2 separate regions of the Sus scrofa genome follow, and region 2 is linked to region 1. A link is a contact called in public HiChIP or PLAC-seq data. All regions are on one chromosome and are shown on one strand. Each heading gives the region's core, a stretch centred on a gene start, on an enhancer-like site or on the middle of the called end of the contact. The rest is flanking DNA. Distances are from core to core; before and after follow the strand shown. Region 1 holds the start of TMOD1 (tropomodulin-1). Region 2 overlaps TSTD2 (thiosulfate sulfurtransferase/rhodanese-like domain-containing protein 2).

What was found. HiChIP or PLAC-seq counts read pairs in DNA pulled down with a chosen protein or histone mark.
Region 2: an H3K27ac HiChIP or PLAC-seq map of skeletal muscle shows a contact between it and region 1. The contact joins the enhancer-like site here to the promoter of TMOD1 in region 1. A contact is called at or near these places in 5 of 5 promoter capture datasets (fetal liver, fetal skeletal muscle, liver and 1 more), 13 of 47 Hi-C or Micro-C datasets (embryonic fibroblasts, fetal heart ventricle, fetal liver and 6 more) and 2 of 2 datasets of contacts at active chromatin or transcription factors (alveolar macrophages and skeletal muscle).

The regions. Positions count from the first base shown.
Region 1 is chr1:239,372,912-239,378,416 of Sscrofa11.1, reverse strand. TMOD1 (tropomodulin-1) reads right to left here and starts at 3,267. Exons shown (of 10, transcript XM_003353588.5): 1 at 3,109-3,267.
Region 2 is chr1:239,477,255-239,483,261 of Sscrofa11.1, reverse strand. It overlaps TSTD2 (thiosulfate sulfurtransferase/rhodanese-like domain-containing protein 2), which reads left to right. Exons shown (of 10, transcript XM_005660262.3): 4 at 1,612-1,732; 5 at 5,589-5,714. Among named protein-coding and RNA genes, the nearest start is that of NCBP1, 12 kb to the left of the region's middle. Within about 2 kb of position 4,396, at least 6 of the 83 cell types and tissues checked have an H3K27ac peak or open chromatin away from gene starts, as enhancers often do. A contact at or near this core is called in skeletal muscle, where this site is marked.

The DNA.
Region 1 (5,505 bases), core at 2,018-4,517:
GAGAAAAGTGAACTGGCCTCTTGAGAAATGTTGGCAGTCTGGCTGGTCCATTAGTAAGACCGAAAAATCAAAACAATGACTGGAAAAGGCCATTACCACTGGGCTGAGCAGGAGTCATTGATAGATGACGTCATTTCAGAAATAAGCATGCCAAGGTCACGAGGCCCCCGGGCAGAGTCAAACTGCCCTCCGTGGCCCACCGCCGCCCTCCTTCACAGACACTGAGGTCTCCAAGGGGATGTGGGTGTCTGAGCCAGGACTGGCCTCATTTCACCCTTCATTCGCTCAGCCTGAATCTAGAGGGATGTGATCTTAGAGCCTAATTCCAGAGCCTGTGACACTCAGCAGGTCTTTAAGGAAGGCTCCAGACCTCCTGTGTGCATACCCCTCTGATGCTCTTTCATCCTCTCCCCCTCTCCAGGGTCCGTCTTTGCCTATCCCCCCACCCCTCAGCCCAGAAACACCTGCCCCCGCTTTGGGCCATCTCTAGCATCTCTTATTGTCTCTTTCCCTTCCTTTCTCATCCACGGTTTCAGAAGAGTTGTGGGCTCTGTCTCCACGTCTTCAGCTCACATTAGCTTCTGCCGCCTCCTCTCACTAGCACCAATAATCTCATTGCAGGTACCAAGCACCGGACCCAGGGCTTTCCCTGCATCATCCCCCTTCATCCCCACAGCAACCCCTAAGAGATGGGTGCTATTATTCTCTCCATTGTGCAGAGAAGGAAACTGGGGTGCAGACAGACAGGTTGGGTCACTGGCTTCAAAAACATTTTTGAATCCTCTGTAATGTCCTGGCCAAAATCACCCATGCCACCTGCTAATCATGGTGGCCCTTGCCCAGTCCTCCTCCCCTCTGTCTCTCTGCAGCAATTGGCACTGCCAATCTTTCACCTCCCTTGACTCTTGGGAGCCGGTTTCTCCTGCTCTTTCCTTCTTCTTCTTCATAGGGTGGTTCCCTGGATTAAAATCCCTGGCACTTACTCTTCTCATGACAGAAAATCTCCCAAGGGAAACTCTGAGTCCTCTTGATTCGAGGTCTACTGGAGATCATCTTGCCCACCTCCTCATTGCTCAAGGTCACTCTACATGGGTGGCAAAGCTGGGGCTGGGGCCAGGCGTCTTAACCTCCAGGTCATTCCACCTCCTGTTACTCAGAGGGGCCACTACCTACTGCTAGTTTTTGTGGGCTTTTTGCTGAGCAGCAGGAAGCAGCCCAGCCCTGGAGGAGGGAGAACGTGTGAGACCCTGATAAGGTGGGGCGGAGGCTATTTTTAGAGGACACTGGCTCTCCACTTAGGCTGGGAGGAACTCAAGGGCTAAGATCTTCTGAAATGTGGGTGTGCAAGACTGGCTCATTAAAGAGAATTAACACATGGAAGTGACAACCCTCCTTGCGTTCACTCTCTGCCTGTTTGTTGTGTGGCTCCAGTGGATGAGAACCTTACAATTTGTCTCCATTTCCTCTTAATACTGTAAGGCTTTAAGATGGCTTTAGAAAAAATATATGATAGCAAGCAACGTAGAAACAAACACGAAACTTCAGGACGAGGGCACTATTGTCTGAGCAAGGGAAAGTTCTGGACAGCAGCAGACCAAAGAATAGGGGCTTTGGAGGGGGTACTCACGGATCCCCAAGAGCTGCCTGAGCAGCAGTAAGTATCTGGAAAGAGAGGAGAAAAGCTGGTGGAGATTCTGCCTGCCACATCTAGTAGCGTGTGACCTTGAGCAGGGGGCTCTGCGGTCCTTCATGGAGAACAAAATTGCTGTGACTGTTGGGTGAAAGGTAGGGATTCCGTCCCCCCCCACCCCCACCCCCGTGCCCCACTGAGGGCCCAGAACTTGGGTTAGGTCTGCTTTGGTAATCGGACAGGGAAAAGCTTAGGCCAAATCATCTCCAAGAGTCTGAGAGGGTGAAGGTCGAGGCCAGGAAAGATGGGTGTTGGAGGTGGGGGCACCTGTATGCTGGCAGTGTTCAGAGGCAGCATCACAGGTGCCCTACAGATGGGGAAACTGAGGCCAGGGAGCGAGTGGACTGGAGACTCTAGTCCTGCCCAGTTCATTGGATTTAAAGCTGTTTGATTCACAAATTTCTTTGCCAAGGTAATGGGTGCCACCCAACAGAGATACCCCTAATTGCTCTGGGGTTGAGCTTCCTGGGGGCGTACGGCCCAGGCTATTCGGAGGGTCCTGCCAGGTATTAGAATAAAACCTGAGTCAGAGGGACTGGCAAAGTCTCTGGTCTCCACAACCCCTCTAGCTGTGCTGGCAGCATCCCAGGCCTGGAGTGAGTGAACAGGTTGAGAGGGCGCTGGCGGTCAAGAGCGCGCCCTGCTGCCCCCACCGCCGGACGGGGCCGGGAGCTCCATCGCGGGAACCAAACCTCGCCCCTATAATTGGGGAAACGGAGACCCAGAGGAGGGCGGAGGCTTGTCAAGTCCACCCCGTGAGTTGGAGGCAGGGGACTCTTGCCTCCAAACTCTTCCCGGCTCCACCTCAGAGCGAAAGGCGTGTTACCGTGGCGCTTTAAACCTTGTGATCTCCCGCAGTTTGGGAAACTTTTTCCTGCCCGCAAATCGGCGCAGCCCGAACCGAGGTATCGGGTCCACCTGAGCGCGCACGCCCCACTCCCACCTCCGAAGCCTCCGCAGCTGGTGGGGAGGCCGCGCCTAGTTGCCGGACTCGGACTCGGCTGCACCTGTACCCAGCAAAGCGCCCGGGGCGCTAAGCACGCCGCGCCGGGGTCGAGCGCGCAGCGGGGGAGTTCGCTCGGCCAGGACCCCGGCCCTCGGCGCCGCTGCTCCAGGGCCCCCAGGTCCTTTTCCCGTTTCCAGACGCGACGCCAGGGACCAAAGAGAAGAGTGCCCTAGCTAGGGCCACGCGCTGAGAGGCACGGACGCAAACGCCTGGCTCCGGACCCCGAGACTCGGGCTCCCCAGCTCCGGAGGCAACCCGAAGCGGCGGCTATTTATAGAGGGAGCCACGCTCAGTCCCTCTTGGCGGCGGCGGCGACAGCTGAATATTTTGCCCAGATATGGCTGGGGGCCCGGCGCGGGGGCAGGGAGCCCCGCGAGTGCGAGGGGGACCCCTGGCCGGGTGGAAGGCTTACCCGGCTGTAGAGCCGCGGGGGCTGACGCGGGCGCAGGCGGCGGCGGGGCGAGCTCAGGCGGCCGGCGGACGGGCGCGGGCGGCGGGCGGGCGAGCGGAGCGCGGGGCTGGCTGGACAAGCTCCCGGGCGGCCGCGGGCGGACGGGCGCTGTGGGCTCCGGGGGTGGGAGCCAGGGGCGGGCCCGGCTTCGCACTGTCAACGCGCCCCGCCCCGCCCACCGCCCTCTCCCTCCTTACCTCTCCCTCCACTCGGGGGCGCCGCGGTGCAGCGACAAGTCCCGGCCAGGGCAGCGACACCCGCTGGGGGCAGCGCGGGGCAAGGGCTTGGCTTGACGTGGCTCTGTGGCCAAGCGGGTGCACGTTGTCTCCGGTCTGCGTCTCAGCTTCCCCATTTGTACCAGCCGAGAGTTATCTGGAAAAAGGTGGGGTGATTTTCATTCCTGCGGGGTCTCAGCTGTAAGAATCGGTAGGTTCTTGGATAGAGCAAAGCCAGCCAAGTGGCTGCTGCACCTTTACCTCTTTTGATTGAAGCAACGACCAGTCCCATCTTATTAGCAGCCCAGCTAGGTCTGGTTTGAGCATAAGTTTAGTCACGATCACTTTGTGAACGCGTAGTTCCAAGAGAGTCAAATGCATTCTATACTGGAAAAATGGAACATTCAAAATGATGACTCACCCCCCTCCACAAAACCCAACTTTTGTTTCTCCCAGTTTTATTGAGATATAATTGACATACAGCACTGTATGTTTAAGGTGTGCAGCATAATGATTTGACTTCTGTCCATCTTGAAATGATTATCACAAGTTTGGTGAACATCTATCATCTTAGACACAAAAAAAGATTTTTTTCTTGAGAACTCATAATTTTTTCTCGTAAAAACTTTCATTTATAACCCACAGCAGGGTTGATTATATTTATCATGTTGTGCATTTTATCCCTGGTACTTATCACTGGAAGTCTGTACCTTTTGATGCCTTCATCCAACCACCCCGCAAACAAAAATCTGATCTCTTTTTCTGTGTGTTTTTTTTTAAGTATAATTGACTTACAACAGTTGAGTTCCTTTTGCACAACAATGATTTGATATTTCTATACATTCCAAACTGATCACCATGATAAGTCTAGTTACAGTGTGTCACCATACAAGGATATTACATAGTTATTGACTGTATTCCCCACCCTTCATGCCCTTGCCTCATTCATTCTGCTACTTGAAGTGTGTACCTCTTAATCTCCCTCACTTATTTCTTTTCTCCTTCCACACTCCCCCCAACCCCACCTCTGGCAATCACCTATTTGTTTTCTTTAACTCTGTTCCTATTTTATATTAGTTCATTTGTTTTAATTTTTTAGGTTGCTCTTGCGATATTATACATTTGACTTTAACTTATTTCACGTAGCATAATACTCTGTAGGTCCACCCGTGTTGCCATAAATGGCAAGGTTTCATTCCTTTTTTATGGCTAATATTCCATTACATATTCTTTATATATGTATAACAAATAATATAGATACCTATTATGCATAAGAATATTCATATATATATATTTATACACACACCACATCTTCTTTATCCATTCATCATTGATGGGCATTCAGGTTGCTTCTATATCTTGGCTATTGTAAATAATGCTGCAATGAACGTAAGGGTACATACATCTTTTCCAATTAGTGTTTTTGTTTTCTTTGGACAAATACCCAGGAGTGGAATCGCTGGATCATATGGTAGTTCTTTTTTTATTTTTCTTGAGAAATCTGCATACTATTTTCCAAGGTAACTACACTAATTTATATTCCCACTAACAGTGCAGGAGTTCCTTTTTCTCCACATCCTCACCAGTACTTACTGCCTTTTTGATAACAGCCATCTGACAGATACTGAGGTGATAGTTCACTGTGGGTTTGATTTGCATTTCCTTGATGATTAGTGAGGTTGAGCATCTTTACATGGGCCTCTCGCTTATGTACATATATGTCTTCCTTGGGAAAATGTCTATTCAGATCTTTTGCCCTTTATTTATTTATTTATTTTTTTGGTCTCCTTGGGGCATATGGAGTTTCTGGGCCAATGGTCAAATCTGAGCCCTGAGCCATAGCCTGCATGGTAAAAGCAGGATCCTTAACTCACTGTGCCGTACTGGGGATCAAAACCAATCCCAGTGCTCCAGAGACCCAGCCGAACCTGTTGCACAACAGTGGGAACTTCAATCGGTTTTTTTAAAAATGGTGAGTTGTATGAATTCTTTATATACTTTGGATATTAACCTCTCACTGGATATATCATTTGCAAATATCTTCAGTAGGTGGGATTTAATTTTGTTGATAAATTTCCTTCACTGTGTAAGTGTTGATGTAGTCCCATTTGTTTTGCTGTTTCCAAAAGCACCACCTTTTAAA
Region 2 (6,007 bases), core at 3,147-5,646, 100 kb before region 1:
AGATCCTTAACTCACTGAACGAGGCCAGGGACTGAACCCACATCCTCACAGAGACTGTCAGGTTCTTAACCCGCTGAGCCACAATGGGAATTCCTAGGATGAGAAGTTTAGATTAGCCCTTGAAAAACTCACCAAGTCATAGTATTACATAATTCTAGAGGACGGATTTCTGATTTTAAGCAATTCCTGAACTATTTGGTGAATAGAAAATGCCCAGATTTGATACTCTTGTCACTAGTGTTAATGCCAGTTCCCTTTGTTTATCAGAAAGAAGAGAAGGTTAGAAAGAGAATTGAACTTGGAGTCAGACCTGAGCTAATCACTAAAATTCTTTGTACCTTTACATCCTCGCCTCTAAAACTGGAATAATAATGCCTGCTCTGCCTACCTGACAGAATTGCTTTATGAATTATACAAAATGATAAGAGCCCTCGTGAACTGGAAAGTGCTATAAACGTGATCTCTTCATTCATTTCTGTATGGCCCTGCCTTTTAGTTAGAAAAACAAAAAAAAAGGATACATGAAACATTTAGCAGATGGTTAAAGACCGTATAATTATCGTTTAAAATTGTATGGCTCAGATAGTAGTTCATTACAAGAATTTAGAGAAAGGAAAATAGAAGGCCCTAAAATAGACAGGCAGGTTTCAGAGGAGACTAGGCCCTGAAGCATGAAGAGGGCAACGATGAGGGAGGCACAGACTCCAGAGTGGGACAGGACCTTAATTACCATCTGTCATATCATTCTCTCAAATAGGTCTGCAGAGCATGTGCTCTGAAGGATGCTATCAGGTGTTGGAGAGAGGTACTGAAGACAATTAAATTTGGGAAGCACTAGGTTAAAATGTTCTTACTGCAGGACTGCCTGGCGCTTTTACTGGCTGAGGGGCTTTCACTGCCACTCTCAAAGAGGGAGACACTGTCCACAGGATTTCTCAGTCATGTGATTTCACAGGACAGCTTCAGAGCACACAAATGCAGTTTATTTCAGTCTTCCAGTTTTACAGATGAGGAACTCAGGACTCAGAGATAAGACCCCCACCCAGCTTCCATGACTAGTTAAAGTCAGCACAGAGCAGTAGAGAGAGCAGTTCTTCTAGTGTCAGCAGACTGGTGTTTCGAGTCCTGACTGTCACTTTGTAACTGTCTCGCCTGGGATGAACTGGGCTCAGTTTACTCAGCTCTAAAATGGGGAGGATGATAACCTGTCTCATGGGTAAGAGGATTACATGACCAAAATGGAAGAGAAACTTATTTTTGGAAGAAGTAAAACTTTTTTGTGTATAGAGAGATTCAGACAGAATGAAGTCAAATTTCCAGCTGTCTTGTGAAAGAGCATTATTAGTACCTCTCTCATGACATGACAATTAAATGAGGAAACCAAAGTAAATTCACTTCTCATAAAGGAAGAAGTTCAATGCAGATATTGCCTTCTTTAGAGCAGATACCCATAGACATTGCTTCTCATTTTAGGACAAGAATGAGAGAAACAAAGGCAAGCATGAGTTGCTCCATTAGGCCTTCCTTCCGATTCTGCCTGTGTGCGCTCTGTGAATTGTGGTTTCCTGTGCCAGTGACTCAAGTGCTCTTTCCCTGTGGTTTTCTTTGTAGTGGCCAGGACAGCGATGACGGGGAGGTGCTGCTTTATTACTGCTACTGTGACCTGGAGGATCCTGCCTGGATCTGTGCCTGGCAGACAGCTCTGTGTCAGCATCTGCACCTCACTGGCAAGGTAACACCTCCCACACCCCGTCCTTCATTGGCTCATCCTGCCTCCAATTTGGATTACAGAGGTTGGGCTTGTTACAAAAAAGATTGATTGTTGGGGTCTTGAAATTAGCGCAATCCTGCTAGGCATTTAAGTCTAATACTAATTAGCGATTAACATGGTGTTGTATAAGACTACTTAATGGCATAGACCAGAAATCAGCAAACTTTTTCCTTTTTTTAAAAATTTTTTATTTTTATTTTTATTTATTTTTTTTTTGTCTTTTTAGGGCTGCTCCCACAGCATATGGAGGTTCCCAGGCTAGGAATCAAATTGGAGCTGTAGCCGATGGCCTACACCATAGCCACAGAAATGCGGGGTCCAAGCCACAGCTGCAACCTACACACCACAGCTCACGGCAACGCTGGGTCCTTAACCCACTGAACAAGACCCCATGTCCTCATGGATATTAGTCGGGTTTGTTAACCACTGAGCCACGAAGGGAACTCCCAGAAAACTTTTTCTTAAAGACCCATATAATAAATACTTCAGGCTTCGCATAAAAACTACTCAACCTTGGCATCATGACAGGAAGACAACCATAGACAATATATAATAGAATGGGTATGACCATGTTCCAGTCAAACTGTATAAAAAAGGCATAATTTGCCAACCCCTTGCATGGGGAAATGTTCTTGATATATTGACTGGAAAAACATTTTATAGAACTATACATACAGATGTGATTTCAAGTTGCTTCTCAATTTTCCTAGAACATGGCAGATGTTATCATTTTGTGTTTTTTGACATTTGTTCTTTTTTTTTTCCCTCGTGAATATTTTTTTCCTAGTCTTTCCATGGCTGTCCAGTGCATTTAGAGTAAAACCCAGATCCTTAACGTTCCCTTAGGTTCCCGTGTGATTTGGCCCCTTTACCTTTTCCGCTTATCTGCTACCACTCTTTACTCATTACACTCCAGCAAAACATTCCTTCAATTTCTTGGGAGTCCACAAAGGTTTTTTTGTGCCTTTGGGCCTTTTTACAAGAAAATTTTCTTCAGTTAACTCCCCCACACCCACTTGATTCTTCCTAACTTTTACTCAATCTTCAGGTCTCAATTTTTTTTTTTTTTGTCTTTTTGCCTTTTCTAGAGCCGCTTCCTGCGGCATATGCAGGTTCCCAGGCTGGGGTCGAATTGGAGCTGTAGTCACCGGCCCACGCCAGAGCCACAGCAATGTGGGATCCAAAGCCGCGTCTGCAGCCTACACCACAGCTCACAGCAACACTGGATCCTTAACCCACTGAGCAAGGCCAGGGATCAAACCCGCAACCTCATGGTTCCTAGTTGGACTCGTTAACCACTGCGCCACGACGGGAACTCCTTCAGTTCTCAGTTTTAATGACACTTCTTCAAAGACATCTTTCCTGACCCGTAATCTAAATTCACTTTTCCAAATATACCCTTCCACTGCAGTTTAGTTATTTTTCATGTAACACTTGTCGGTTTGTGACTTTAATCTTATCTGTGACCTTCCTTAGTCTATAATCTCCAAAAGGGCAGAAGATATCCCCAATTCATAGCATGGTTCCTGGTGCATTATAAAAAAGATGAGTAAACACTTGTGGCATATATGCATTTATTATCATCTCTATTTAGAGAACACCTTAAAAGATGTATATTCTCGCAGTAGACTTAAGTTTACAAAATAGGAAATCAATCTCTTTCCTTGGTTTGGGGCAGGTTTTATTCCTGGCCCAGCCCAGGAGGTAAACTGGCAGTGAGGGCCTCTGCCACAAGGTGGCAGCACCTGCCTGGATCTTAGGTCTAAATTCTAAGCCTTTGGCAATACATGGCAAATTTTCAAGTTTTGTGTTGATGGGAGATTTGGCAGAACATCTGCATTTAGGTAGGGAAAGAGGAGAACTTCAAAACTCTGAAATTATGGAGATAAGCTTCTGATCCCTTTGCTATACATTTCTTACTGCCTCAAGAAATTTGAGAGGCCGCATTAGAAGTTTTGGAAAGGAAAAATTGCAAGATTTGGACCCAATAAGATCTGGTTTTGAATCCCAGATCTACCACCTGCGAACAATGTGCCCTTGGGCAAGGTACTTGATTTCTCTTAGCTTCTGTTTCCTTTTCTGTCAAATGGGAGTTATGATAGCTACTTTTCAGGGTTATAATATGAAGCTGCTGTCTCATATTAGGTGTTCAGTACCCTAACTATTGCACTTCATCTGAGGTAAAGGCCTTCCTCACCTAGCAGCTTAGAAGGTTTCAGTTGAAGAATCATTCAACAGAAATCGAAAGTCTAGTGCATGAATAACTGCTCTAACCCAGCTGTTTAGGGAGTGGGTGTACTTGTCATTTATTTAGGTTCTGTGATTAAAATAACATAGGGAAGACTCTTCTGGCCTACCCAAATGACAGTTACACAGAAGCATGTACCTCGTCATCATATTTGCCCCTGTCAGAGATAGTTTTAAGGTAGATTTCCTGACCCTTACACCAGTTCAGCTCTATTTTTTTATGTTGTCCCTTAAAAAAATGCAAGTCAGTAATAGGTATAGGAGCCTGTACAGCAGAGCTGGCAAATGCTTCCTCCTTTCCTCTCCCAGCCCAGAACAGGCTTCACTAGACCTCACTCCTCTCTCTCAGGGAGCCTGGAAGTGATTCAGATGCTCATCATGGATCTCTGGATAGCCGCTGCTAGTGAGCTGGCTCCACCTTGTGAAGTGAATCCTGTTTATGCCCGTGCCCTAAAGAGCTGAATCAAGTGAGGCAACAAATGAAGTATCTTTTCTAGGCCCTAATAAAAGGGGAGCCTTTGAAATTTTTCAAATTCTAATGCATTAATAGGTATCATTATTACATAATTGTACAATGTATAAATTGTTACAGTGTATAACAAAATAGCAACAACGTAGGACCTTAAAAATCACCTCTCTTTCTAGAGAATACCACGATGCCAGTATACACACAGTATTACGCTTTCTCGCTAGAGCTTTTTCTAGAACTCTCAGCTCCATCTAAAGAGGATCCATCTTTAAACTTATCCACAGGATTTTGTAGTACCAGAACAAGTAACACTGCAAGACCCCCAGACCCTTGCCTCTAAGGCAGAGGCCTTAACTCAGGCTCTATCATTCCCTAACCAGTAATGCATGTCAAAGAGAATAGGGTTTGAGAAGCCAAAAAGCCTCAGATTTGGATACACATTCATTTGTTCAGCAAATACATACTAAATGCATACTATGTGGCAGGTGCTACTCTAGGCACTGAATATGCAACAACAAAACAGACACACGCTCCTCCTGGAACTTGTGTTCCCGTGGGTGGGATGGCAATGGTGAGCTTTCCCTGAAACTGTGGAAGTGTGCTCAGGTGCATCCCCACCTCGCAGATATGCTCTGTTCTTTAGATCTTGAGGAAGAGCTCCTCGGTAGGTTTTTTTGGTTGTTGGTTCTTTTTTACTCTGTTTTATCAAGATGAGGAAATTGAGGTTCAGAGAAGAGAACTGATTTTCTTGGGGCCACTTGGCAAGTAAGTGGCAAAGCTGAATATAGATCCTAAATCTGCTGACCTGGATTTAGGTTAATCTTTGGCCACTGAACAGCTGGAGTGCCACGGCAAATGGGGCTTTCCAGTTGTTTGACTCATTTCCTTCTCTTGTTCAGCACATGTTAACCGAGTACCTTGTCGAACTGTGGGCAATGCCACTGTAGAAAATACAAGTATCTTTGTGTGGTAACACTTTGGTGTGCACAGCAGTGTCTCTGCTTTTCCTGTTAAAATCATCGACACACATGCACATGCCCTGGGAAGATTTGAACCAAGCTAAGAACAGCCTGCATTCCCTTTCTCTCACCTGTGTCTCAGGTTCGAATCGCTACGGAAGGAATCAATGGGACAGTTGGTGGAAGCAAACTGGCCACCAGACTCTATGTGGAAATCATGCTTTCCTGCCCGATGTTTAAGGATTATCTGTGTAAGGATGATTTTAAGGTAAGAGCAATTGAAAATAAAATGGATCAAGAGCCATATACCTCTACCTCAGTGCCTCTTCCCTCTCCAGGCTATGAAGAGGGTCACTGTAGAGAAGTAAGCAGAGCGGGTAGAATCCCCTTCCCCGCTAGGTTAGAGGCCGTGTGGTAGAAGGGGCATCTCTTTGCAGCTCCGCCATCCAGTTGCCACATGATCTTGGGCCTAGGTCTCCCTGTTTGTGGAGTGAGGATGTTACTCCTTACACACTCTAAACTCAGAAACTGAGCCATATTTGCTCACTTGAGAGACCACCT